Regions from separate parts of the Mus musculus genome. Here all the other regions are linked to region 6. The links are chromatin contacts, called in public HiChIP or PLAC-seq and promoter capture Hi-C maps. All regions are on one chromosome and are shown on one strand. The core of a region is the stretch at or near the end of the contact, and the rest is flanking DNA. Distances in the headings are between cores, read along the strand shown. Region 1 has its middle 40 kb from the start of Gm12146. Region 2 has its middle 91 kb from the start of Atp10b. Region 3 overlaps Atp10b (ATPase, class V, type 10B). Region 4 has its middle 95 kb from the start of Gm34644. Region 5 has its middle 57 kb from the start of Atp10b. Region 6 holds the start of Ccng1 (cyclin G1).

What was found. Promoter capture Hi-C pulls out the DNA fragments that hold promoters and counts their contacts. HiChIP or PLAC-seq counts read pairs in DNA pulled down with a chosen protein or histone mark.
Region 1: a promoter capture Hi-C map of second pharyngeal arch cranial neural crest shows a contact between it and region 6. The contact joins the enhancer-like site here to the promoter of Ccng1 in region 6. A contact is called at or near these places in 8 of 39 promoter capture datasets (the 3T3-L1 cell line, cranial neural crest, frontonasal cranial neural crest and 5 more), 2 of 484 Hi-C or Micro-C datasets (myocytes and reprogramming fibroblasts) and 5 of 115 datasets of contacts at active chromatin or transcription factors (acute myeloid leukemia, astrocytes, embryonic forebrain and 2 more).
Region 2: a contact with region 6 is called in a promoter capture Hi-C map of hippocampal neurons, with 8 times the contacts expected there. The contact joins the enhancer-like site here to the promoter of Ccng1 in region 6. A contact is called at or near these places in 10 of 39 promoter capture datasets (the 3T3-L1 cell line, the C10 cell line, cranial neural crest and 6 more) and 3 of 115 datasets of contacts at active chromatin or transcription factors (astrocytes, embryonic forebrain and large pre-B cells).
Region 3: a contact with region 6 is called in a promoter capture Hi-C map of 3T3-L1-derived adipocytes, with 9 times the contacts expected there. The contact joins the enhancer-like site here to the promoter of Ccng1 in region 6. A contact is called at or near these places in 11 of 39 promoter capture datasets (the 3T3-L1 cell line, 3T3-L1-derived adipocytes, the C10 cell line and 7 more) and 4 of 115 datasets of contacts at active chromatin or transcription factors (astrocytes, embryonic limb bud, forebrain and 1 more).
Region 4: an H3K4me3 HiChIP or PLAC-seq map of pro-B cells shows a contact between it and region 6, with 10 times the contacts expected there. The contact joins the enhancer-like site here to the promoter of Ccng1 in region 6. A contact is called at or near these places in 6 of 39 promoter capture datasets (the C10 cell line, embryonic stem cells, frontonasal cranial neural crest and 3 more) and 2 of 115 datasets of contacts at active chromatin or transcription factors (astrocytes and pro-B cells).
Region 5: a promoter capture Hi-C map of hippocampal neurons shows a contact between it and region 6, with 1.9 times the contacts expected there. The contact joins the enhancer-like site here to the promoter of Ccng1 in region 6. A contact is called at or near these places in 10 of 39 promoter capture datasets (the 3T3-L1 cell line, the C10 cell line, cranial neural crest and 5 more) and 2 of 115 datasets of contacts at active chromatin or transcription factors (pro-B cells and stem cell-derived neural progenitor cells).

What each region holds. Positions count from the first base shown.
Region 1 is chr11:43,262,306-43,266,633 of GRCm38.p6, reverse strand. No RefSeq gene overlaps it. Among named protein-coding and RNA genes, the nearest start is that of Gm12146, 40 kb to the right of the region's middle. Within about 2 kb of position 2,598, at least 55 of the 459 cell types and tissues checked have an H3K27ac peak or open chromatin away from gene starts, as enhancers often do. A contact at or near this core is called in second pharyngeal arch cranial neural crest, where this site is marked.
Region 2 is chr11:43,057,043-43,061,182 of GRCm38.p6, reverse strand. It overlaps a transcript of Atp10b not described here. Among named protein-coding and RNA genes, the nearest start is that of Atp10b, 91 kb to the left of the region's middle. Within about 2 kb of position 1,527, at least 11 of the 459 cell types and tissues checked have an H3K27ac peak or open chromatin away from gene starts, as enhancers often do. A contact at or near this core is called in hippocampal neurons, where this site is marked.
Region 3 is chr11:43,181,340-43,185,470 of GRCm38.p6, reverse strand. All of the region lies in intron 4 of Atp10b (ATPase, class V, type 10B), which reads right to left. Among named protein-coding and RNA genes, the nearest start is that of Atp10b, 34 kb to the right of the region's middle. Within about 2 kb of position 1,745, at least 50 of the 459 cell types and tissues checked have an H3K27ac peak or open chromatin away from gene starts, as enhancers often do. A contact at or near this core is called in 3T3-L1-derived adipocytes, where this site is marked.
Region 4 is chr11:42,966,018-42,970,630 of GRCm38.p6, reverse strand. No RefSeq gene overlaps it. Among named protein-coding and RNA genes, the nearest start is that of Gm34644, 95 kb to the right of the region's middle. Within about 2 kb of position 2,205, at least 6 of the 459 cell types and tissues checked have an H3K27ac peak or open chromatin away from gene starts, as enhancers often do. A contact at or near this core is called in pro-B cells, where this site is marked.
Region 5 is chr11:43,090,374-43,094,948 of GRCm38.p6, reverse strand. It overlaps a transcript of Atp10b not described here. Among named protein-coding and RNA genes, the nearest start is that of Atp10b, 57 kb to the left of the region's middle. Within about 2 kb of position 2,633, at least 20 of the 459 cell types and tissues checked have an H3K27ac peak or open chromatin away from gene starts, as enhancers often do. A contact at or near this core is called in hippocampal neurons, where this site is marked.
Region 6 is chr11:40,753,835-40,757,934 of GRCm38.p6, reverse strand. Ccng1 (cyclin G1) reads left to right here and starts at 2,649. Exons shown (of 6, transcript NM_009831.2): 1 at 2,649-2,934; 2 at 3,867-4,100. The coding sequence starts at 3,867.

The DNA of each region.
Region 1 (4,328 bases), core at 1,349-3,848, 2.5 Mb before region 6:
TTGAATATCTTCCATAAGTGGAAGAGGAAAGTGCATGCTTATTTTTACATACGTGTCTTATACATATATCCAGGAAAGGGACAAAAGTATATGTGTGTGTATGTGTGTGTGTGTGTGTGTGTGTGTGTGTGTGAGAGAGAGAGAGAAAGAGAGAGAGAGAGAGAGAGAGAGAGAGAGAGAGAGAGAGAGAGAGAGAGAGAGATCTTCTGAAGGCAGGAAATGGGGCTCAATAGCAGCACTTGATGGAGCTTTAGAATTTGTTTCTGCCTTTGTAAGTAGGACAAAGGCACTCTGAAGGAAGCCTTTTGCTGGTATAGTCCATCTCTCTTCTCCTTCAGGCTATTCCTCTGCAAACAGGGTAACACGAGGAGTTCTAGAAGGACTTTGTATTGGTCATCTTCCTGTCTCTGTGATAAAGTACCATGACCAAGGTAACTTATAGAAGAGTAGGTTTGGGCTCATGGTTCCAGAGGGAAGAGTTCATCATGGCGGAGAGGCAGGCATGATGGTTAGAGCAAGTCTACTCTCAATGAATACTTCCTCCAGCAAGTCCAGCCCTGCTCAGTCATTGCCTCCAACTGGGGACCACGTGTTCAAATACACAAGCCTCTGTGGGTATTCCTATTCAAAGCACTACACACAGAGTTCTACTCAGACAGATTTCTCTTCTGTCCTTTATCACGTGGCCTCAAGTTATTCTATGCAATTGTCATTTGGTGTAACAATCTTTATTTTTTTTAAATGTGCATAGGTGTTTTGCTTGCATTAGTGTCTGTGGGAGGATGTCTTTTAAACTGTGCAAACAGCTCTGGAAAGCATTGGTATTTTATCTCTGGCTGATGAAATAGTTGAAGATGGGAGTCAGGAGAGCAGTATTCTGATCGTAGCCTTGCTTACACATTGCAGAATGACCCTGGACACAGCTATCTGTCTCTCTGTTGAATTTCATCATCTGCATTTAATAACAACCTTTCATTTGTGGGAATACACAGGTTAGCTGCAGGAGAAATGGCATTTCCAAAATCATTTTCCATTACCTGCCTAATTCCTGTGCAAGACTGGGCCCCTTAACATTATGAGCCAGAGAAGATTATGAGGACTGTGGTGGTTTGAATAAGAACGGGCCCCACAGGCTCATAGTTTTGAATGCTTAGTCACCAGGGAATGACACAATTTGAACAAGATTAGGAGGTGTGGCTTATAGGAGGAAGTGTGTCACTGGGGGTAGGCTTGGAGATTTCAAAAGCCCACACCCAGGCCGAGAATGTCTCTCTTGGTCTCCGGACCACCATGTAGTTCTTAGCTATTGCTCCAAGGCCATGTCTGCTATCATGCTTCCAAACGGAAGACGATGCACTGAACCTCTGAATCTGTGAGCAAGCTTTCAATTAAACGTTTTCCTTTCTAAAAGTTGCCTTGGTCATTGATGTCTCTTCACAGCAATAGAACAGTGACTAAGACAAGGCCCCACCCCTCTCTGAAGGGGTAATTATGTTGGTAGGTAATTAGGGTTGCTGGGTAAGGGAGAGTCATTTTATTCAGCATTGCAGCCACTGCCAAGGTAATTTTAAGAAACACCCACTCACCCACTCACCTATAACTCACCCTAATTAAAATCATTTGTTCAAGAAGTGTAGGAAAATACTTTCTTTGGATTTCAGTCAGGCGTTTGGTTGGCTAGTCTCTCTACAATTATGTCAGTGGAACCTTCCCTCAGGCCTTCCTGTGAGGGGTGAACCCTCTTACAGACGGCTGCAGAGAGAGTGTCTGTTCAGCTATCTACAGAGGTATGACTTTGAGGAAATAATATGTTTGGAGGGGCATGGGAATATGGGCTTTGTGCTTCATTCACATAGTAAGCAGCCATGTTTATTGAGGGTGGCTGGTAGGGTTGCTGAGGTGCCTGGGGACCTATGTAAAAGAAAGGTATGCATTTGCTCTGGCTTCCCTCTTGACAGTTGGAAGGGCTGAGTGCCTTGACCCTTCGTTATGGATCCCCTTAAACAACAGTTTCTCAACATCTATGTACTGATCTGAAAAAGTCAGTCAAGGTCCTCCAAGGGATTGGAGGTTTTGTTACCTTTCCCCCAAAGGGTTGATGCCTCCTCAGCTTCACTCAACTCCTGAAAACCAACCCCATTCATGATCTCTCCGACGGCAGTATCACAGTATCATCACAGGATGTTGTACTCAGAGCACCAGGGGCAGAGCAGGAAACTGATGTCTTTATGGGCTTTTCTATTCTCTGTGTTTATGTGTGCATGAGATACAGACTGATACAGCTGCACAGTGGACCACAGGCTTGAGATCTGTCCAAGAACAGTCCTACACCATAGCCAGCCTCCCCAAATAGCTTTTAGAACCAATTGAGGGCCCAACTGGAGAGGTTGGAAAACCTGGGAAGAATAGTTTTAGGGAAAAGCTCCTGAAAGAATTTGTTTAGAGTCACCATAGAAACCAGAACACCAAGACTTGAAATCTGGGCTCCAGTTCTTAGATCCAGACAGACTCAATGTCCTCAACAGGATTCCAGTGCCTGAAGCTCTCCCACCCCTGCATAACCCCAGTTGCAGTACCTCCTTCTATCCGGCTAGGTGGCAGCAGAAGGCTTCCAGTGGAAAGCATTCCACAGGGATCTGTCTGACTTGGTGCCCAGTTTGGAGTCTGAGAGGGCTGCAGGGGAGATGTTTTATGGCGGTGTAAAGAGTATTTCAGGTTTCCCCTAAATGATGATATTATACTTACTTTTGTTTGGACTGCAGCCCAGATTTACATGGTATGGAATTGTCTTTCTTTAGGCCACATTGCTGCCTTATGCTAGATTTGAGATGAAATTAGGGCGCCCTCACCACTATGAAACCCTGCCTCTCAGGAGAATGTCATGTGGTTCTGGTTCCCCATCTGCCCCCCTGGTCTTATCTTGAGTCATGCATCTCTGGTTAAGTACACAGACACTGCTTACAGACTCCCAGGGTTAGAATACCACCTGACCACTTGCTAACCATGGGACTGTTGTGTCTTTATGTGACTTCTCTTTACCTCACTGTCTTCTCTGAGGTTGGGATGAATGACTGCAAATGGCACTCAGTTTCTTTACAGTGCTTCTCATGAGAGGATAAGAGAATATTTTTGAAACAAGTGTTTTGCTTCCATGGAACCTGGTGGTCAACAAGTATACAAGTTCTCAGCATAGATCTCATGAGCTCATGCAACTCTTTTTCCCTCTGAAACCATGTGACCAGACCTAGCTGGCCTCCTCAATGATGAGAAACCATGCAGGAAGGAAGATACCAGTTCTTCAGCTGGGGTCCCAGTTACATGTGAGCTCCATTGACATCAGGCAAAGTAAGGGTGAGGCCAATGCATGGAGCTTTGAGGTAGTGGTGGTGCAGTTGAAGCTATTGAGCCAGGTTAGATAAGTCTTTACCCTGCAGGGTTGCTGTGGTGTTAGATAGTGATGTACAAAGTCTAGCACACACTAAAGTAACCCAATACAGTTATTAGGACAACATATTTGCTGTGGTGTTAGATAGTGATGCACAGAGTCTAGCACGCACTAAAGTAACCCAATACAGTTATTAGGACAACATAATCCCAGGCCATTGTCTGTTGCTCTCTCTCTCTCTCCTTCTCCCTCTCCCTCTCCCCCTCTCTCTCTCTCTCTGTGTGTGTGTGTGTGTGTGTCTCTGTTTCTCCCCCCCCACCCGATGCATGTGTGTGTGTGTGTGCATGTGTTTGATGTGTGGTATTTCTGCACATGGAAGACAGAGAAGATTGGATATCCATCTTCTACCATTCTTTGCCTTGAAACAAGTGCTCTCCCTAAACTTAGGTTCACAACCACCTAATCCCAGAGAGTTTCCCCTTTCTGCCCACCTCACACCTTTGTCAAGTACTAGGGTTACAAGTGCATCACCCTACACATAGGTTTTTAGGTAGGCACTAAGGATTTGAACTCATATCCTCATGTTTGTGCTGTAAGCAGTCACATTGACAATGGATGGAAAAGCCCAAGTCAGCCTAGGTTTTGGGTGTGTGCTAGGTTCACAAGAGAAAAAGTAGTTGCGTTAGATTTCCTGAATAATGTTGCATGTGCCGCTTTCAATTCTTGTAGCCCAGAGATATAGTTTGTGCTCCACTTTCACACTGGGCCAAGTATTCCTAACACCCTGAAACCTGGGAAGGTAGGTACAAGTGATGGCAGGCCCAAGCTGCATTGAAAATTATCTAGTAGAGACTTACTAAAGTTTCTTGGATAGATACATAATTGAGTACAAAGAAGGACAAATGAATAAATATTCATGATAATAGTAATGATAATGTATAGG
Region 2 (4,140 bases), core at 278-2,777, 2.3 Mb before region 6:
AAGTCTATAATGGGTCTTTATTTCCTTCATCTTGTCCTGTTGACCTGGCCATCTCTGTGCCAGGCCTCTCTGCTGACTTGTGACAGAAATGATCACACACAACACTAACTGGCCTGCCCAGGGCCCAATTTACTCACCATGAATAAGGGTCATGAAGAAACCATCCCAGTCCCCTACCTTGCAGCTTGAACTATATTTGACTCATAGTTTCAAAAACTGATCTATGTTCAAATGTCAAAAAGTTTTATACTAAAAGACTTTAGATTTCATATTTTAAAAAGCTTGAAGGGGCTGTTTTTATAGCCTTCTTTCCCACATGATGACCCAGGGGAAACGGGAGTGGTCTCTGCAATCTCTAAGCAGGGCAAGGTGGCTTCTTTTGCCCTTTCTCACCATGTGGTCTTCTTTGCTCATTTCTGCTACCTGCTGGACTAAGTGTAAGCATAGAGAATGGCCCATCTTTGCCAAGCCCACCTTGCCCCACAGTTGCTGCATCTGAAAGTAGCTTGAGTATAGCCAGGTTCCCATCTCAGCTTCCAGTCCCTCTATAAATAGCATTGCGTGGCTTTCTTTTATTTTTGTCCTTATCCTCCGCTCTATTGTCTAAACTCCATTCAAAAAGTATACATTATTTATTAGATTAGGAAAAAATGGGTTTGTAAGTACATTTGAGAAAGATGAAGCTTTGCTGTTTCCTTCAGGGGGCAAAAAGCAGCTGAAAGCTGGGGCATCATGTACCAGGCTACGCAGGAACTATCAGCGAAGTTGGTCACTGGTGATCTTTCCTCAAGTATCCTCCTCCCTTGACTTTAGTTCCCACGTCTTATCAGATAAGGAAGCGCTGCTGGATCACAAGTTAGCAGCTGGTGATCCATGGGTTATGGTTATAGCCAGTTATTGGGTTCTCTGTTTCTTTTGTTAATTAAGCACAACTAACGGGAATGTATCAACTAATAATCCAGATCACAGACTTCTCAGAACTTTAATAGTTAAACAGTTTTCTCCCCCTAAATTCCTGGATAATGATGATGGGGCATATGGCTTCTCCCATTCTTTACCCACCTCCAAGGGTACATACTTACAGCCTAATCATTTTTTATAGTCACTGTGTCTTTGCCTTGCCTCACTAGAACTTTCTGCTGATGCCCTTGGATGGGATGCACCTCATGGCCCTCCTTTCATGAGAAGCCGATGATGCTGAGTAGCAGAGGTGACTTGACGCATTCTTCTACACCTTAAGGAATTGTTCCTCCTTCCTGTGGGCCGAGCTGGGAAGCAGCAAAGTGTGAGGGCCTTTGTGAAGAGCCCTAAACACAGGCAAACCTGAAAAGGCAACAGCCTGGCTTTGAAAGTAGCAGAAATTTTCTTCCGTTGGGGTTGGTAGGCGATTCTCTAAGTAATTTGCAATTCAAGTGTCTCTTTGTTTTGTATGAAAATTTGCTGCTATTTGGAAAGTGGGGACGAGCTAAATTGCATCCTGCTGGTTTTACTTTGACTGTATCAAAAAAGAAACTGTTAATCTGGTTCCATAATTAACTTCCCTGTTTTAAAAAGGCCCTGGGAGAGAGTCCAGAGAGTGGCTGTCAACTCCCTGCCTCTCTACTCAATAATACTGTTCAATAGGATGCCCTGAAAGGAGAAAGGTTCCAGGTGGAAAGGGCTCTTGATTATCTCTCTGATCTTTTGTGTCCTTTATTCCTATCCAGCTAACATTTGGTAAGTTCCTACTGCAGGTAGAGCACCAGATCCTTTGAGGGGTAGCAAGATAATAAATCCCTGACAAGCTGCCATGGAAAACAGTTAATTTTCCATACATCCATCCATCTATCCGGAACCCTCCTCCCTCCAAAATACATGTTTTTTTTTCAAGTCCTATATGGAGCACTTGTATGTGAGAAATACAAAACAGACATTAATTAATCATGATTTAAACTTTCTAAAATGAAGAGATAACTTTTGACCAAGCCATAAAGTTAGCATCATTGAAAAGAAGGCATAAAAATTGGCTCTGGACCCTAAGTTATCTGTGACTTTGCATATGCTTAGACCTGTTCATTAAATGCTATAGAGAGACTCACAGAAACAAGCGGAGGTAGGTGGTGACTATTACCTTGGAAGGTTATTTTGGCAGGAGTAGAGTGGTTGCACTAACATTAAGAACTGATCTGAACACTGCTAGGGACTTTGCTAGGCGTCTTCCAAGCACTTACTATTTCGACAGAACTTCATAAAGCCAAGCAGTTATCACTGGCTTCGGGTTATAGTCAGCAACTACATCCAAGTCAGGTCCCAGGGGACACAGAGCTGTAAGGTAAGTCCACTGTGCTGTGATGGCTTGGGCTGCTGAGGCTGAGATGTGCCTGTTGAAAACCAGGTAGACCTTGAGAGCTGCCTTTGTTAGTGAGGATTCAGTGTTACTGGGTGAGGCAGAAAGTCCCAAATAAAACTGTCATAAGCATTCAAAGCATGATTACTTTTATTATGATTTGCTTAGAAGATTCTATAGACAGCCATCCAGTGTTTCCCACTAGTCTGATTTGACAGAATCACAGCTACGCTGCCTGTGTAGTTAGCATTTCTCTGACCACAAAAGATCACCAGAGGTTAAATCATCACACACACTTTGGGCAGCAAGATGAAGGAGGAAAAAAAAACCCTACTCTTTAAAAAATATGTCCTAGTTTTTCCATGTTATACTTGTACTTCTGTCTCATTCGCCAAACCTTGGTCACATGATCATATACAGATTGCAAAAAGCATAGGCAACTGAAAGTCAGGATTCTCAAAGGATAGGAGCCCTTTCTTTCACATATATGAAACTCAAGTGGAATAAAACTCAGATGTAAGATACAACATGATGGAAGAAAACATAGGAAACTGATTCATGAGACTGGCCTGGACAAGGATTTCTTAGGTGAGATCATAAAAGTACAGGCAACTGAAGAAAAGATCTCTATGTATTTCTTTGTACAAAGGAATGTGTATACTTAGGCAAATGGGATTCTATCTATCTATCTATCTATCTATCTATCTATCTATCTATCTATCTATCGATAAGGACTTTGTACAGAAAATTATATATAACAGAGTAAAAAGACAGCCACAATATGGGAGGCCAGATTTCTATACTGTAGAGATGACAAGAACTTTAGATATAGAATACACATGGAACTCATATAATGCAATGTAAAAGAACTGATTGAAAATGGATAGAAGCCCTTTATTACATACCTCTCAGAAGGAGGCATGCAAAAATGCTATAGGTAAATGGAAACATATTGAACACTAGGGATCTTTAAGGGTATACAAATTAAATTTCACTGTATTACTCCCAACTAGAATTACTCCAATTAGAATGGCTATTAAAGAAGACAAAAGGAATCAAACAAACCATTGTACAAAATTGGTGGGATTGTACTTAATACAGCGCTCATTGGGGGAAACATTGTGGAGGGTTCTTGAAAAATTAAAATTAGAGCCACACAATTACCCAGCAATCTCAGCACTGATTATATAGCCAAAGGGAAAGAAATTAATAGAAAGAAATAGGTACACTGCCTTGTTTATTGTAGGACTATTCACAGTAGCCAAGACTTAGATTTTTACCTAAATGCTTAACATTATATAAATACACACAGAGAAATGTGTCACATCTATATCATAGAATCCTATTCAGCTATGAAAATGAAATCATGATACTTAAAAAAAAGATGGTTGAACCTGGAAGACATTGTGTTAAGTGATTAAAAACCAGACATAGGAAGACAAAAACTACATGGTTTCTTTTACATAAGGAAATTTTAGAAAATGTATCTCATAGAAGTAGACAGTAGAGCAGTGATTATCATAGTGCAAGCATGGGGGCATGAAAAAAGAAGGGAAGGATGGGGCAGTCAACAGATCCCAGGTAAGAAGGCAGGAGAAGTAAGCTCCAGTGTTCTACCATACTCCCAGTGTGCTGCCTCCAGTGTTCTAGCATACTCTCAGTGTGCTGACTCCAGTATTGTATAGTACTCCCAGTGTGCTGCCTCCAGTGTTCTAGCATACTCCCAGTGTGCTGCCTGTGGTTAACATGAGTATAATAGTGTACACTTAGGGTAGCAAAAAGAGAGTCCTTTGAATGTTCTTATTCCAAACACA
Region 3 (4,131 bases), core at 496-2,995, 2.4 Mb before region 6:
GATATATAAGAAAGTAAAGCTAGCAAACCAGGAGGAGTAAGCTAGTGAACAGTACCCCTCCATAATCTCTCCTTCTATTCCTGCCTTGAGTTCTTGTCCTGACTTCCCTTTATCATGAATAAGCTGTAAAATGAAATAAACTCTTTTTGAACCCCAACGGCTTTTGGTCATGTCTTGACTATGGCAAGAATGCAAACTAGAACAGCTGACTCATAAAAACTGTCTTCAAAGTTGAGGTCTCATGCATTCATTCTTTTCTCTTTCATGATTTTGAGTATTTATTGGATATCAGGACATGGATCTTGGGGAAAGGGAAAGAGATTCAGAGAGGAGGAAGTGGGTATTGACACAACAATTACTATAGCGATAAACAACACCCAGTTCCCAGTCTTGCTCAGGTGTGTCCATTTGGTACCTTTGAAAGCAAAACAAAGTGGTCCAAAAGTCAGGGTGTCATAACTTCCCAGGCTGTGTTGTCTTACTTTTTGCTGACCTTTATCTCAGATACAGCAAGCTGGCCACTGTCAAGGCCACCAGGAAATGCAATCTAAAGCAATCTGGCTGGAGCATATTGTAACAGTGAGAACAGGTTAGGACAGGAAACCCCTTACGTGTTCTTCCAGTTTTACTTTTTTAAGTTTACTTACCATCATGTTATTTTCACAATGGATTATCAAGTCATTCAATTAAACTGGTTAACAAGTCCCTGCTTCACTTTTTGATATTTTAGTAGACCACTGCTCCATGTTTCCTTATCTCCTCTTCCATATTCTTTGCAAAACAAGCTCCTGTAGCCCCTTCATCCCTTGCTCACATCTTGACGTAAGTCAAGGCATCCTGCCTCTTATGCTGTCCCACTGTGGGACTGTGAGCTGAGTGCAATGACTCCAGGAAGGAAAATCACACAAGACCGTTAACTTATTATTCCTTTCAGTCCTTCACTGTCATCTTGGATTCCTAGTTGTGGTTTCTAAGTCCAAATCCTCAAGCTTTCTTTTCAACCACCGAGCCTTATTATATGTTCTTCCTTCCCTTCCTTTTCCTACCGCATTCTTATTACAATTCTCTTTTGTTCCAATTATCTAGAACCATCTCACAGAATTCTGTTACTTGTGAAGAAAAGAACACAATTCCCTGTAGTGGTCACTCCACTCCATGGCCACACAGCACACTTTCTTTCGTAACATAGATGTAGTGTTACTTTACAAATTTTGTGAGAATTTTATTTTTAATTATTTGTGCTCCAATCATTTATATTTTAAATGTTTACATTTGTTCTATGACCATTTTGTACACGTTTAATAATCCTGCTTATTGTTTCCTCTGCCCCTCATTTTACCTCACTCTCACCAGTGTGGCCCGCCTGACCTTCCTATACTCACACCCTTTTGTTTAGAGACTCCTGTTTTTAATCAAGACTGGTAGATGATTAATTCCCACAAAAGGTCACCAATTCCACAGTAGTTTTGCTAAATCTGTATTTTTCTTTGTTAATGAACACTGAAAGCATTACTACTTGTTTTGGAGTCACACAAGGTATAAAGCAGTGGTTCTCAAACTGTGGGTTGTGACCCCTTTGGGGGTTAACTGATGGGGGGGGGTCATTTATATCAGAATTCTTCCATATCAGATAGTTACATTATGATTCATAACAGTAGCAAAGTTACAGTTATGAAGTAGCAACAGAAATGTTTTTATGGTTGGAGGTTACCAAAACACGAGGAACTGTGTTAAAGGGTTGTAGCATTAGGAAGGTTGAGAAACACAGCTATAAAGTAACAGTGACTCACAGTCATATGGTCTTAGAGTACAGGATTCATGTTTCAAATCATTTTGAAACCCCTGTCAATCTAGAAATTCTGTGCTCATTGAAGGAAAGGAAACAGCCGGCCTTTCCTCTAACACAGAACACATGTATTCATCCAGATTTTACTAGGAGCCGAGGATGTCTGTTAAAGAGAAGAGTGGAGTCAGTTATCACTACGCTTGCTTACTGCTGAGTCCATTTTCTCATGGTGCTCAGGAGAGGGGGCCACCATGAAGATTCCTGGACCTGGATTAGCCCAACAAAGCAAGGGTAGGGATACCTCTCCTAATCTGATCAATGGGCCATGCCATAAAGGAGTTAAAAGGCTGGCAGAACACCATGCCAACTAAAAAAGCAGTGAGGAGGAATACTGTAGAATTGGGGAATTCCTCTTCACTCACTCTTTTAAAGAAAAAAAAAGTGTTTCACTAGGGTATCTAAATCGTGATAGCAAATGTTCACCATACATCATCTGCTGGGATAAATCATTGTTTCCTTCCTGGAATGCAAATGAAGGAAGCCCTAATTTCTGCAAACCCTATCTGAAACTACTAACAATTACTGGCACTTGGCAAACTTTCTAGTTCCTGGTTGGTGATTGTCCTTTTCAAGATAACCACTGGGTGTGATGAGTAATCCCTTCCATCTGTCTCTGGAGGAGGGGCTAGTCTACATTCCCAGTCATCTGGACAGTCTTCCTGCCACAGCTACTGGCATACAAGAACATGGCTTGGGCTGGAAGGCCATCTGAACGGGACCTTAATGCTTCCTTGTAGGTTGAGTTTCCTTTTTCCAAGTAGATGGATATTATGGTTTTTTTGTTTTGTTTTGTTTTTTGTTTTAATTCAAGACTAATAAATCTTAAGGTCTTGCTGTGACATATTCCTTATAATGTCTGGGTTTGACATTCCAACAAAATATCAGAAAAAGAATGATTTTGTCCCCGGATCATTTCCAAAAGAAATATTAGTAGAGTTGTTTACCAAGGACTGTGTCATGCAGTCATTAATTTCTGATTAGAACTCATTGGCTTAGTCTATTCCCTGGCCTGTGTTTATTTTGTCTTCGACCCCAGGAATATGTCATTGCATTACTTCACAGAGAAGGCCTGTCATCTACACTCAGTGAAAAAATAAATAAGTGACATGAGGCATAAACTCTGGACAACTGCCATAGGAGGGGCAGTGATGTCTTAAGGGAGTATTCACTGTAAAGACAAACCTTCTCTGTATAAAACTGTCTTGTTAGAGATAACAAAAACACGGGAAAACAATGGGAAAACCCAATGTTTTTGGCAAAAGAGGCCGTAAAAAGCAGAGTATAAATTTCAACTCGAGAAGCTATATTGAGCTGTTCACAGAAGATACAATCATAACGTGTCACCTCTGCCAATAAATAATGGCAATGAAAATCCAAGCCAGGCATTAACAACTAGACATTCTATAGCATTGGATGAGAAAGTGAATTGATTAACTGGAAGATGGGGTGAAGAAGAATGAGAAGTAGCAACATCTACAGAAGCCCAGAGAAGAGTAAGAACCTGCTATTCGATCCACAATATTGGGAAGGCAGAGGAACTAAGACAGGAAGCAGGTTTCGGGGAAGAAAGACTAGCATGGGGGAAGGGATATAGGAGAGAGTTAGAGGACATCCAGACCCTGCCCTATATAGTATACAACCATGGTCATATGTAATGTAGGATTTTACAGTCTGAGTCTGTAATGGATATCCATTGCTTTGTTGCTCAAAACCCTTTTTCTCCACAGATCAGTCCTCCTTATGACTTTCAGACGGAGGATGCAGTTCAGAGAACCCTGACACTCTGGCCATAGTTAATTGGTCCAGGAATGGGTATATGATACCTAACCTGGGACAATCAGTCTCTTTCCCTGGGATGCTTTCCTGACATACGTATCAAAAAGACTGATTACTCCTCTCTAGGAATTAAATGGGAGCTGGGCCCAAAGTGGAGCTTATCCTGATGGATTCTCACTTCCTGGCACCACAAGGCCTAAGGCGCACTCACCTTGTATTTTTCCAACAATTTTCATTTTGGGCAAGGTATTTTTAGTCAGCATTTTGCCATATGCAACCAAGGTATTGTGTGTGTGTGTGTTTGTATGCATATGTGTGTTTTGTCTTGTACAGGGCAGAAGTTGGGACAGCTGTCTTTCATTTCTCTTCACAAAATGATTTGAGTCACTGTCCTTTACTAAAGCTAGAGCTTATTGATTAGATTAGATTGGGTGATCAAGCATGCTGAGGGAGGAATGCTCCTGTCTCTACCTTGATGATGCTAGGATTATAGGCTCACATCCCCTTCG
Region 4 (4,613 bases), core at 956-3,455, 2.2 Mb before region 6:
AAAGGATCTCGCACAATATGTACTCACTGATAAGTGGATATTAGCCCAGAAACTTACCCAAGATATAAGATACAATTTGCAAAACACATGAAACTTAAGAAGAATGAAGACCAAAGTGTGGACACTTTGCCCCTTCTTAGAAATGGGAACAAAACACCCATGGAAGTAGTTACAGAGACAAAATTTGGAGCTGTGACGAAAGGATAGACCATGTAGAGACTGCCATATCCAGAGATCCATCCCATAATCAGCTTCCAAACGCTGACACCATTGCATACACTAGCAAGATTTTGCTGAAAGGACCCAGATATAGCTGTCTCTTGTGAGACTATGCCAGGGCCTAGGAAACACAGAAGTGGATGCTCACAGTCAGCTATTGTATGGGTCACACGGCCTCCAATTGAGGAGCTAGAGAAAGTACCCAAGGAGCTAAAGGAAAATGCAACCCTCTAGGTGGAACAACAATATGAACTAACTAGTATCCCGGAGCTCTTGTCTCTAGCTGCATATGTATCGAAAGATGGCCTAGTCAGCCATCACTGGAAAGAGAGGCCCTTTGGACTTGCAAACTTTATATGCCCCAGTACAGGGGAATGCCAGGGCCAAAAAGGGGGCGTGGGTGGGTAGGGGATTGGGGGGGTGGGTATGGGCGACTTTTGGCATAGCATTGGAAATGTAAACGAGGAAATTACCTAATAAAAAAAAAGGAGGAAAAAAAAGGAAAAAAAATAAAAAAACTAAGCATAAATTATTAGAAATGAAAACCAATAATCAGAACAACCAGATATGCATTTATCATAGAAGGACAACTTTAAATAAAAGGCCATGAGAAAGAGCTCAGGTATCATTGCAGAAGAGGGGTCAGAAAGCATTTAAGAGTTAGACATTGACATAGCCTGGAATTCTAGGTAGAACAGAGCATATGCACATCAAAACTCACAACAGATATGACAGCAGTCACAAAATCTGTGCAAGCCCAAGACCGACAAAATCCTAGCACTGAAAGGAGAGTTAGCTGTAAAGTCCCACACCTAGCTTCAGAACTATTGTCTATTGCTAGCCACTAGGAGAGGAAGAGACAGTTTTCTCTAGGAACATAGCCCCTGGTAAGTTGACCACTCTGGAGTGGAAGGCCACACATGCAGAAAGTATATGATTATCACAAATTAGTCTTGTTGGGTTTAAAAAAAAATAAAGGACATGATAGGGAAGAAGGATGATTCTTAGAAGAGATGAAGGACCAAAAATGAGAAAAACACATCGTATGAAACTCTGAAAGAGCTAATAACATTGAAAAACGAATAAGAGACAAAGGTCATTACATGTTGACTAAAAGATTATTTTAGCAAGAATATATGACAGCTGTAAATTCATGCACTGATGATGAGAGTGCCTGTGCTACATTCTTATAAAATTTTACTTATAACACTTGAATCTGCAGTACTGCATCTGAAAAGACACAACTGTGTGAGGAGCAGAAAGATGGCTCAGTGGGTAGAGGCTCTCTGTCAACCCTGATGGCCTGAGTTACCGCTCTGCAACCCACATGACACGAGATGATAACCAACTCTTACAAGATGTCCTCTAGCTTCTGTCCTCTGAACTCCACACTTGCACTGTGGATACCAACACATACATTAAAAATGCAAAAAAGAGATACAGCCACCTTTACAGAAGTTGATTGGTATTGGGGCAAGAGGGTAACAAAATCTTCAGTAAGATATGGTGAAAATTATTATAAGACCTTCCTTCCAGAAAAAGCAGTTCACAAGGGAAATAAAATCAAGGTCTCTAACCTTCACTGAAATGTGTGAAATGGATGAACAATACAGCTATCTCAAAAGGAAAATAGTAGGAAGGAGTTAAAATGTAATTAAGTGTACAAAAGAACAGTGGAGGGGTGATTATTGTTCCTTGATCTGGGCTCTGGTTCATTGTATATGCCTAAACTTGAATATCATCTTCCCAATATGCACCGTTTATTTTATGGCAGTTCTACTTCATTACAGCTGCTAAAACCTAAACAATCTGATAAAATCAACAGAAAAATTGCTAAACCCAGGTTTCTCTAGCTGGTGCGCTCAGCATCCAAGTTTCTGTAGGTGGAGACAATAATGAATCTCATTTTCTTCCTTGGCAATTCTGAAAGAGGAACTTGTGAGGTCATTTCCTCAAAGGCTTCAGTCTAAAAATGGCTCCCTGATTTGGAGGCCAGAGGCCAGTGATCCTTGACACACTAGGCTCTCTACCCAGACAAGCTTTCTAGCCCAGTCAGGAAGATCCTTTGGTGGCTGTTACAGGCCTTTGTTGGTTTGCTGTAACAACCCACAGATCCACAGCTGTGGGTAAGAAGCCATGACTTTCCAGAAAGTCAGTAGCATTGCCTCCCCTGGAGCCTCCTTCCCTTCCTCAGTCTTCTTACAACTGTGTAAGTCTCTCATTCTAGGGATAAGACATTCCTAAACCCCACAAGCCTTGTTCTTTCTTTTCTTCCTTTCCTCAAATTTCCTCTGATCTACTTGGCTTATTCCTATTATATATATACTACTAACATTATTTGGTAAGTGTTACTTAATTACTTAATTGATGTGAGGACAAACACTTCCCTATTTTACTCTTATATTGTTGACATAGGGTGTCACTGTATTAGCACTGGATGGCCTGAAACTTATTATGCAGACCAGGTTGGCTTTAAAAGTTTTAATGAGACCATTTCATCCCTAACACCAATATGGGAAACTACAATCATGCCTATTGTCATTTGACAGAAGAGCAAAATGATTCTGCAACAGGGTCAAGGCTGGTATCTTGCCTCTTATAAGTGCAATATGAGGATTTGGATCTGGTTTCATCTGTCTCAGCACTTCAGTTCCATATATCTCTTTTAAAATAATTTACCCAATGTTTCTCCTTATTTTCCCACTCTCCATATGTATATTTATGTATGTATATGTATGCATGTGTTCCCAACACTACATTTAATATTATGTGTTTCTAAATATAATGTGGGAGAAATTTGTTATTTGGCATGAAAAACATTCAGTGTATACCGTTAAGAATAAAAGCACTTTTAACAACTATTTTCTTCAATATTCACTCAAACATGTGCCATGAAGTAGAAATATACACATCAAGTATCAGTAGTTATCAACACAGCATGTTAAGTTTTACTTTCTTTTATGTTTTCCTACATTTTCATAGACATCACTGATGAACACATATTACACATTATCACTGAAAATGGTCCAGAAATGACCTCTGAAAAGGTTTCCACCTTTCAGGAGAGAAAGATAATAGATAAAAGAAGATTCTCCCCTCTGCCTTTTTTTTTGTTATAAACTTGGTTCTAAATAGTGAGTTCTTCATTCTTCAAATGAGAGGAGCTTAGCTGGGGATGTTCTAATGGCAGGGAAGAAATCAGGTGCGAATCACAGCATGCTTGTTAGTCTTCTTGACATTCAGTTCAGAAGGGGGACTTGTTTTTAGTAAGAGTCACTCTAACTCGGAGAAAAGGGCTGCCCTAGGAGTGCTTTGCAAATGTGCTTGTTGCTCAAGTACCACCTTCTACCATGCAGCCCCCATGCCTTTTACCTCCTGTCATTTCTCCCCTTCCTCTTCTATGCTTGGTACCCATTTACATTTAGCCAAATAAGATGTGATTAGAAAGAGAAGCTTTATAAATCTCACTTAACGATCCTTACACTCATGCATTTGATTGTGAATCAGTTCACATGAAGATTTATGCTTTCTTTCTCAAGAAGTACCCAGAAATGGGGATTCATCCTTCTCTGTCTACAGTTGAAATGTCTGCTTTGTGGGATAGAGAGATGGCTTAGCAGTTAAAAAATGCTTACTGGTCCTGTAGAGGACTCGAGTTCAGTTCCTGATACCTATTTTGGCCTGCTTACAACTTCCTGTAACATCTTCTCCAGGAAATCTTCTGGCTTCTTCAAATACCTGCACACATGAAAATTCTCTCTCTCTCTCTCTCTCTCTCTCTCTCTCTCACACACACACACACACACACACACACAAACACACACACACACGCACGCACACACAAACACACACACATGCACACACACATATATACACATTCACACACACAATTAAAAAATAACAGAAATCTTTCAAAATACCTGTTTTGTTCAATGTTGGGTCAATGCTAGGAATTTATAATGAGAATACAGTCAAAGTCTAGACCTCTCTTAACAATCAGTAAATGTGTAATCATACAAAACTGGCTGAATTGTGAAAAGTTCTATGAAGAAAGCACACAGGCTGAGGATATTAGTGTTCCTCCAGCGACTATGAATGACCTATGACAAGACATGATATTTTGGCAGAGAGTAGGAATTGTGGGATTGGAGGGTTGAAGGGGAAGCTCATGGTAGTTATTCAAATATTTGCTTCAGGAAGAAATGATTCAGTCATTTCTTCCTTTCCCAACAGAACCTTCTACACACTGGGAAAACTGACAACTTGTTGAACCTGATTTCTGTGATTTCTGAGCTCTCATTGTCTCCTAAGCATTGTCCTATATGAATTCCATATCATTTAACCTCATGGCCAGAGGAAAGAGCCCTTTGCTACCCCAAATTTTGATGATGAAA
Region 5 (4,575 bases), core at 1,384-3,883, 2.3 Mb before region 6:
TGTGGGTACCCTCGGATTCCAGAACAGGGCACTGGATCTCCTGGAGCTGCAGTTACAGGCAGTTGTGAACTACCTGATCTGAAAGCTGACAACAGAGCCCTGGCCCTCTGAAAGAGCAGCAAGTGTTATTAAGCACCGGGCCATCTCTCCAGCCCCAAGGGACTACAAGAGTTTCAACCTTCTACAAAAAATTCAGATCTAGGAAGCGGCTTTGAATATGTCCTATCCTTCATAGATAGACGTAACAACGCAAGAATTCTCAAACAGGGTTTATCAATGTCCTAGCATGCTCAGTGTAATACAACTAAGAGTTGTATTGGTAAAATACACAATCATTTTTTAACCAACAGTACTGAAAGATCCTGACAGAATGTAAAAGGACACAGAAGCCCTGAAATTGGCAAGATAGATGTCAGTGTTAGCAGAACTAGCTTCACTGATTTAGAAAAATAGAGGTGCACAATGCTCTGGCCACTCCTTGAACCTGTGTGTCTGCCAATGTTTTGACCGTTCCTTGACCCATGTGTGTGCCCACTGATGAAGCCCATTGCCAGGTGTTTGTGATATTGGTTGCTGGGAAAGAGTCAGAAAATCTCCCCAGCAACCTCAGCCCGGCCAATCCTGAGTTGCTACACCTGCACCAGACTCTTTCCTTGTACCCCTCCCATACCCATTTCGTGAGAATAGACATTGTTTAGATCTGGAAATCCCTCTGGAAATCCCGTACTCCCCCGCTTCTTCTTTCCCCACTGAGGGCCTATAAAAACTGGGACCTCTTTCCTCTCGAGGTCGACTCCTCTACCCCTGCGTGGGATATGAGTCATCCCCAGAGCTCTGGCTTTCCCCGAATAAAGCCTCATGTGGTTTGAACAAGCTCGGTCTATCGTGAGTTCTTGGGTGTCCGCTCTTGTCCTGAGGCCTGAGTGAGGGGCTCCTCTCGGAGTCTTTCAGTACAATATTGGACCAGCTGTCCACCTTTCTGGCCTGGTTTCTCCTATGTAAAATCTAGTGGATGATAACTGGCAGAGCACCTCTACATCACATGCTAGTGCTGATTGATGACTTAGTAGTCGCTCTTTGGCATGCTGCTCATGTGGGACTCTCAGATACCCTACACCTTGCTCATATGCCTTGAGCATGGTGGGTGGAACAGGAGCAAGTTTGCCATAGATTTGACAAACCAAGACTGAATGAGCAGTAAACATTGACAGGTTTATCATCTTTGTTTACTTGCTCAGTCACTTGCAAAATGATTTCTATTTTCGATTTATATTGGCTGCTGGAATAAATTATCACACTCATCATGAATCTTCATTTTTAAGCTATGGGGGGTGTGGGGGGGTAAATGAACTTTTTTGGCTAGACCCATGAGCAAAGAGCTTGTAGAACAAACCTTATCCTAAGCCCATAGGGGCTCTTTAATTCCAAAGTTTCTTTCATTTTTTTTCCAAATTAAAAAAAAAAATCTTCAAATCTTCCATCTCAATCTCTTTCTCAATGTGATGCTCTCCTCCCCTGTCCCCCAAATTATTCAAATGACTAAAGTACTGGAAGGATAGGTAGGGGAGGACTTGTTAATAGGCAGCCTTTCCTTTACCGTGGATGAAGAACCATTTTTGACTTTAAGATAGTGTGAAAGCAATACTCATTCATTAAAAAGTGCAATTTGAATTGTGATCTTTTCCTAAACTAGTGGTGTTAGTACTCTGCTCTCTCATGATGCTGGGCAGCAGCAGGAAGCTACAGCTCCGGGTTATTCACGTGACTACTAGAGAGAACAACAGATGCTCTGTAGAGTGGGCTGGGCTGCTCCACTGTGATTTTCAGTAGCTTAGGTGGATTGCATGCGTTTGGGGCTGCATCATACATGAGTTTATTGGGGCACATCATATGTAAAGCAGAGAGCAAACGAATTTTTGAAAATGTAAAACTCAGGTGTGTGTGTGTGTGTGTGTGTGTGTGTGTGTGTTCTGGGAAGCATGTCCAAGGCCTTGAGCATGTGACTATGTGTTCATCACTGAGCCATACTCCAGAACCTCGAGTTTTGTAGTTTGGAACATGTAAAAGCTTAAAAGCTTAAAATCAGATGGTTGAACTGCTTAAAAGCAGAACCTGCGACGTCAAGGGGATTTGAATTTTCCCTGACATGTGCAAATGCATTGATAGAGAAGCTTCTTGGGCAAACTGAGTGATCGCACTTCTGTAAAGCAGAGGCTGTGGATTTGGGATAGGAAGACAGCTGGCAGCTCTCCATAGCATATACTTTGGGATCAGATCCAGCATGCTCATGGTAAGGGGGACTGCGTGGTTGCTAGCTAGCTCGGTTGCATTTTTTTTTCAACCTGTATCTCTCAGCACCCATGGTTTGCTGTATAAATTGCATTTCTATGCAAGATCTACTGTGAACAAACATAAGCTTGAAAATCAAGCATCCAGACAAACATACAGGTTTATGTAACAGCCACTTAAATTACCGAGTGCTCCATGGGAATATGGAGAAAAAATTGATTCAAAAGTTTGGACCATTTTCTGGAGGTTCAGTCTAAGTGAAGCTGTTCAAACATCACCGAGAGGAGCATCATGCTCTCTTCTGGATATATACCATGGGTGGGTGGAACTGAGTATGCTAACTCCTAATTCCTGGCTTTGAGTTTGCCCACGTGTAAAAAGCACTCCACTGATTTTGAATACCATTCTGGAACCACCCTCAGTGTTTACACAGAAAATAGCAGGCTTGCTCCCGAGCCGGTAGGAGGGCTGAAGAAATAGCAAGTGCTCGGAATCAATTAGCTTTGATTTATAAAGCAGCATCGCTGACATGCGTGATAATTAAAATATCAGATTGGTTATTATTCTATTTACTTTGCTGCACAACACACACTAACTGGCAGGGGAAGGTGTCATCCCCACAGTGATCTGAAGATTGTTTGGAGCTCCTTACCAGAATTCAATGGGGCAGCTATATGGGAGAGAAGTGACTTTGAATACCAATGAAGTTTAATTTAAAAATTGCTTACCATTTATTCAATATCTATTGCATGGTGTATATTATACTGGTAATAATAATAATGATAACAGCTAAGATTTATTGAATTTCCATTTTTTTGCCAGCAACTGGTATTAATGTTCTGCATGTGTTAACTCACATAACAACCTGTAGAAATAGTGTTCTTTCTGACTCCATTATTAGGATGAGGAAACCTAGGCACAGAGTGTCACAAAGTAAACCGATTCAGGTTGAACTATTGTATGCCTTGCTTCACATCCTATCACCTGCATTAGTATTTTTTTATGGTACTCGGTTCTTTAAAGAGCATATGCCTTCAAACCTTTGCAATAATCCCACTTCACAGAAAATTGAAGATGCCAGAAGTTTAGCTCCTTGGTCATATTTCTGAGACACTAATCAAATGATCTTTTAGATAGGATTTTCTGCTGAAGTTTCTATTAGCAAGGTGATTCATAGATAATACAGAGAACAGCTTTTTCTATGTAGAGAAAGCTGATATCAATGAAACCTGTGAAGGTCAGCAAGATGGCTCAGCCAATCAGAGCCAAGCCTAATGACCCCAGTCCTCAGGATCCACGTGGTGGAAGGAAAAAACTAACTCCATGAGATCGTCTTGTGATCACCATGCGGGAGCCATGGCACATGCCCCTCTCCCCAGAATAAACAAATCTGCAGCTTTTGAACACCTGCTTAACTTCCATGGTAGACGATAGTTGCTAGGGAGCAAATGTTTCACTTTACTGTTGTCTTATCTGGCTCAGGGTTTCACAGTGGCTTGGTCAGGAAAGAGACTCTGAAAACTCAAACAAGCTTTCAAAGATACGTAGTTAGATAGACAAATAAAGATGTTTGAGTCAAGGGTGGGGCATAGGAACATTCTATGCAAATAAAAGATATGCTGAGATGCTGCCTTCCGACAAGTAGGCTCAGATGACCTCCGTGTTGTTCCTCAGACAAAATAATTGGCTCAACCCAGTCCATACTTATTAATGAAGATCACCCCCCCCAAAGCCATCCTCTCACTGATGCTTGATAGATAGAGAAGCACTCGTTGCCTTTGAGTTCTTTGTGGGTGTTCAGGCTGACTGTTGGATAACTGTGGTTTCCTAAACATGACAGGATGGAGCTGGCACTACTGGAAACAGGCATTGGTAGACTTGCTGTCTTCACTTAGCATTTCAGGGATAGTCAGGTAGGCAGACATGGGGGTGGGAACACACATGTATATGTGAGCGTACATGTAAGCATACTAATTTAGATTTCAGAAAATCTTGTGATTCAATCTAACCAATTTGCTTTTATCAGAGCTTTAAGGAATTCTCACAGCTATCAGTAATGTAGCCTTTTCCACCTATTTTTCCTGTTAGCTATTATGCACAATTTTCTTGTGGGAATTCTAAAGATTTTAAGCTGGGTTTGGTACTCTTCGGGTACAAAACTTTCAAGTCTACAACAGCCATCAAAAAGCAGCAGCTTGATCCATAGTAAATTATTATACAATCATTAGAATTCCTTTTGAATCATAAAAATTACAACTCAAGAATCTCTAACGCTTGCCTTTCAGG
Region 6 (4,100 bases), core at 1,400-3,899:
GTCATAGACTAGAACTTCTCTCAGCCTTGGTCAGAAAAGTCTCTTACCAGGATAGTCGCTATTTAAAGCAGAAATTTATAACTGATCAAGGTATTGAGAGTAAGCAAGTATAGAGTGCTCAGCTCTGAGCAGGACTTCTGTAACAACCCCTCCAAGGCCTAGGAATACTAGGAGAGGATGGAAAGGCTTTCAGAGCTGAAGGGGCATGGTGCCATCAAACGCTATCTTCTGGACATGACATGTCCATTGCAGTCAGAAAGTTACAGTATTTGTGACTGTGTTCATAAGACCAGAACACACACACACACACACACACACACGCGACAGCAGAGGCCAGAAAGACAGCTCCAAAGTTTAGAGCACCCGGGTTGCAACTGCAGAGCTCTAACATTCTCCTCCCCATTTCCTAGGGCATTGCACAAACACCCATACATACACACAAATATATAAATAATTAAAAATGAAAGTAAAGTGTATTTTAATTGAAATAGAAAAGGAGAAATAAGCAAAGACTGCCTATTATATTTGTTTCTTAAACGTGTCAGTAAAATAATTTTCATATAAAGAATTGAGAATTAAAAAAGAAAACACAGGATCCTAAGAGAAAATATTTTTTAACACATAATGTACTGCCAACAAATTCTCAACAGGAATTTTAAACATAAGACGTAGAAGGTAACAAAAGTCATTTGAAAATTCTTATTAGCATTAACACTCTTTAAGCTTCCTTCAAAGTTAAGAAAACCGATAAAAGAATAAACAGAACCAACTATTTACATAAAGCACTTAAGAACACAGTTAATCATAAAAGGCTACCATTTACCACATGCTTCCCAGCACTTAATCTTCCCACTTATATAGGATTAAGACATTTCTCCTGCCTATTTTTGAGCAGCCAAGATAGAAACCCAAATTGAAAAAAAAAAAAAAATGGGAGGAGAGAGATGGCTCACTAGAGCATGTCTTAAGTTGGGATTTTATTGCTGTGAACAGACACAATCATCACAGCAGCTGTTATAAAGGAAAACATTTCACTGGGGCTGGCTTACAGTTTCAGAGGTTTAGTCCATTATTGTCATGGCAGGAAGCGTGGCAGGCAGACATGGTTCTGGAGAAGGAGCTGAGAGCTCTGCCTCTGGATTCACAGGCAGCAGGAAGAGCAAATGAGCCAGTAGGTCTGATTTTGAGCTTCAGAGATCTCAAAGCCAATTGCTACTGAAGCACTTTCTCCGACAAAGCCACACCTTCTAATAGTGCCACTCTCTATGAACTTATGGGGGCTATTTTTATTCACACCACCACAGAGCACTTATAAATTACTGGTTTTGTAGATTTACAGAACCAGGGATCCAAATGAATACTGTTCCTTGGTCAACTCACAGCTAACTGCCTGAAATGCCAGATCCAACATCTCTGGTCTCTGAGGGTAGCCACATTCCTGTGCCATACATTCCCCACTTCACCAACACCCCCAGATATAATTTTAAAATCTAAAACTTTTTTTTTAATTAAAGAGAAAAGGCCAGGCATGATGGTGCATGTTTTTAATCCCAGCACTAGGAGAGTCAGAGGCAGGTGGATCTCTAAGTTCAAGACCAGCCTAGTTTACATAGCTAAGGAGTTCCAGGACAGCTTGGACTACATAAAGACCCTGTCTCAAATAAAACATCACTTGTATCTAGTTAATGACCGTTATGGACGGCCAGCCGGCTTGGCTCTTTCTTATTTTCATGAGATGTACTGGAATGGACAAAATCCTGAACACCACCGTCACCACCCCAACTCCTCACCCTCACCCCCACTGCAGCCATGCGAGCTGAGAACCTACTCTCTGTGCATTGCTCCTGAGGACATGCCCTTCCCCGCTACCCCCGAAAGGAGTCCAGCAAGAGTTCAGGATAATTATTTTTCCGTTAACCTGGTAGAGAAGAGGCTTATAGAGATTAATTTTGTAAGAATAATGTTCCTTCACACCCTATTCTGAAGCCTGAGATTCGGCTCACTGCAGATGGGGTTTTCCAGGCACTGTTCTTTGCTGTTTTCTGCCAGACATATGGCATTTTAAGTCACTGATGATAGTATGAGGGTGCTACAAGAACAAATTCAGAAAATTAGCAGAGGACCAAGAAACTACATACTCTGACATCATTGTAACATCTGAGAAGTTTTGCAAGAAACAAAATAAGATAACGATGAACTGATTCCTAAAACTCAGAGAGAACACTCTAGAGAAGCCTATAGAGAACACTATAGAGAAGCCTACCATCTCATTATCTGTAAAGAGAACGAAAGCATTTTTTTTTTTTAACTTGCCATTGTGTTTTTAGAAAGAGGGGACTGAGCTGCAGTGAACAACAACAAAAGGAAAAAAGCAAAAACCAAAACAATGCAAAACAAAAACCCTCACAGTACATTCTGGTCCGCTACCCAGACCAATCTGGCTAATAGAGGCCAGACCTGCCCGGGCAAGCCTTGGCACTGAACACTCAGTTCCGCAGCTTAAGGAAGGACAGTTCGGAAATGCTCCAATGAGAGAGGCTGCGAGAGTCGGGCGTGGCTCGAAAGGGGAGGAGAATTGAAGTCTGGACAACGGGAAGTGTGCGCTGATTGGCCGAGCTTCCTCAGAGACCATCCATCAAAAGAACCACACCAATCAGCGACGTAGATGCGTCCCAGCTAGAGAGCCAGGTCTCCAGCTTGTTCCCCCACTGCCCGGCGCAGTCCTTCGCTGCGCGCTGACCCCGAGGAAGGCAGTACTTGGTCAGGGCGCTGAGGGACCCTCCACCGGGACGCCGGCCCCTCCCCGGGCCTCTGCTCACTTGACCCCCACTCCCTAGTCCGTCCCCTTAGTAGGCCTGTCGGATCGGGGACGTGGGGCGAGCTGAGAGCAGGCCCGGGGTGGGTGGTCACCGTGGTGAAGACGTGGCTGTCAAGGTGAGAGGGGACTATGGGGTGGATCTCAGAACCCTGCACTCCGGAACGCAAGCCCGGGCTAGTCTGCGCCTAGAGAGAGGCGCAGCGGGAGCGGTATTCCTATGTCATGCCTCCCAGTCCCAACCTGCACCCCTGAACTGAGTTAGTGGTTCCTCACCAAGACGACCTTCCTGTCACATCTTTAAACTGCCCAGGGAAGAATCGTCCTCTGTATCCAGGGCTTAGGTTGTGCCCAGGACTCAGAGGAAGTGTAATGCATACTTCCACCAATGCAACTCCCCAGCTTCACCTAACTTTTTCTTTTGGTTTTTAAATGGCGTTAGACTATTCGGAGCACTGAGTGCTAAGCACCGTGCCACACTGAGTCATATCGTGTGTTATTCACAGCCACTCCAAGAAACAGATGTTGTCACCCTCATTTCACAGGTGTAAAAATAAGCTCATTACCTGGAAATAAATGGGCACCTGTGTGCTAAGCGGTTTGTGTGACTCCTTTTAAGCTACCCAATCTATGAGCTATGAGATTGTAGGTAATAATCGTATTTCTACTTCATAGGTAAGGAACTAAGGTTCACGTTGTTAACATATATGGCAGAGTATGTACTATCATTTGACTTTTAGTTTGGGTGTATCATGTGGGGCAGTATCTATTTGTGGCATGTACTGACAATGAAGAAGTCTTTGCTTAAGTAGAGAAAAAAAATTTTTAAGCCATAGTTTATGTCCTATACAAACTCACAATTTAGGAATGTGACCTACTGGGAGAAGGTAAAAATACTTACAGACCTTGGCTTTGCAGTGTCTTCGTCTTAGACGTAATGGAAATGGGGTGGGGGGTGGAGGGGGCATGCACTATAAAGCACTTTTTGCCACAATGCAGAGATAGCCAGGCAGGGTTCTTATGCTCTTTTCTGGGTTTGTTCTATTTATAGATGATAGAAGTACTGACAACTGACTCTCAGAAACTGCTACACCAGCTGAACACCCTGTTGGAACAGGAGTCTAGATGTCAGCCAAAGGTCTGCGGCTTGAAACTAATTGAGTCGGCCCATGATAATGGCCTCAGAATGACTGCAAGATTACGGGACTTTGAAGTAAAAGATCTACTTAGTCTAACTCAGTTCTTTGGCTTTGACACGGAGACATTTTCCCTAGCTGTGAATTTA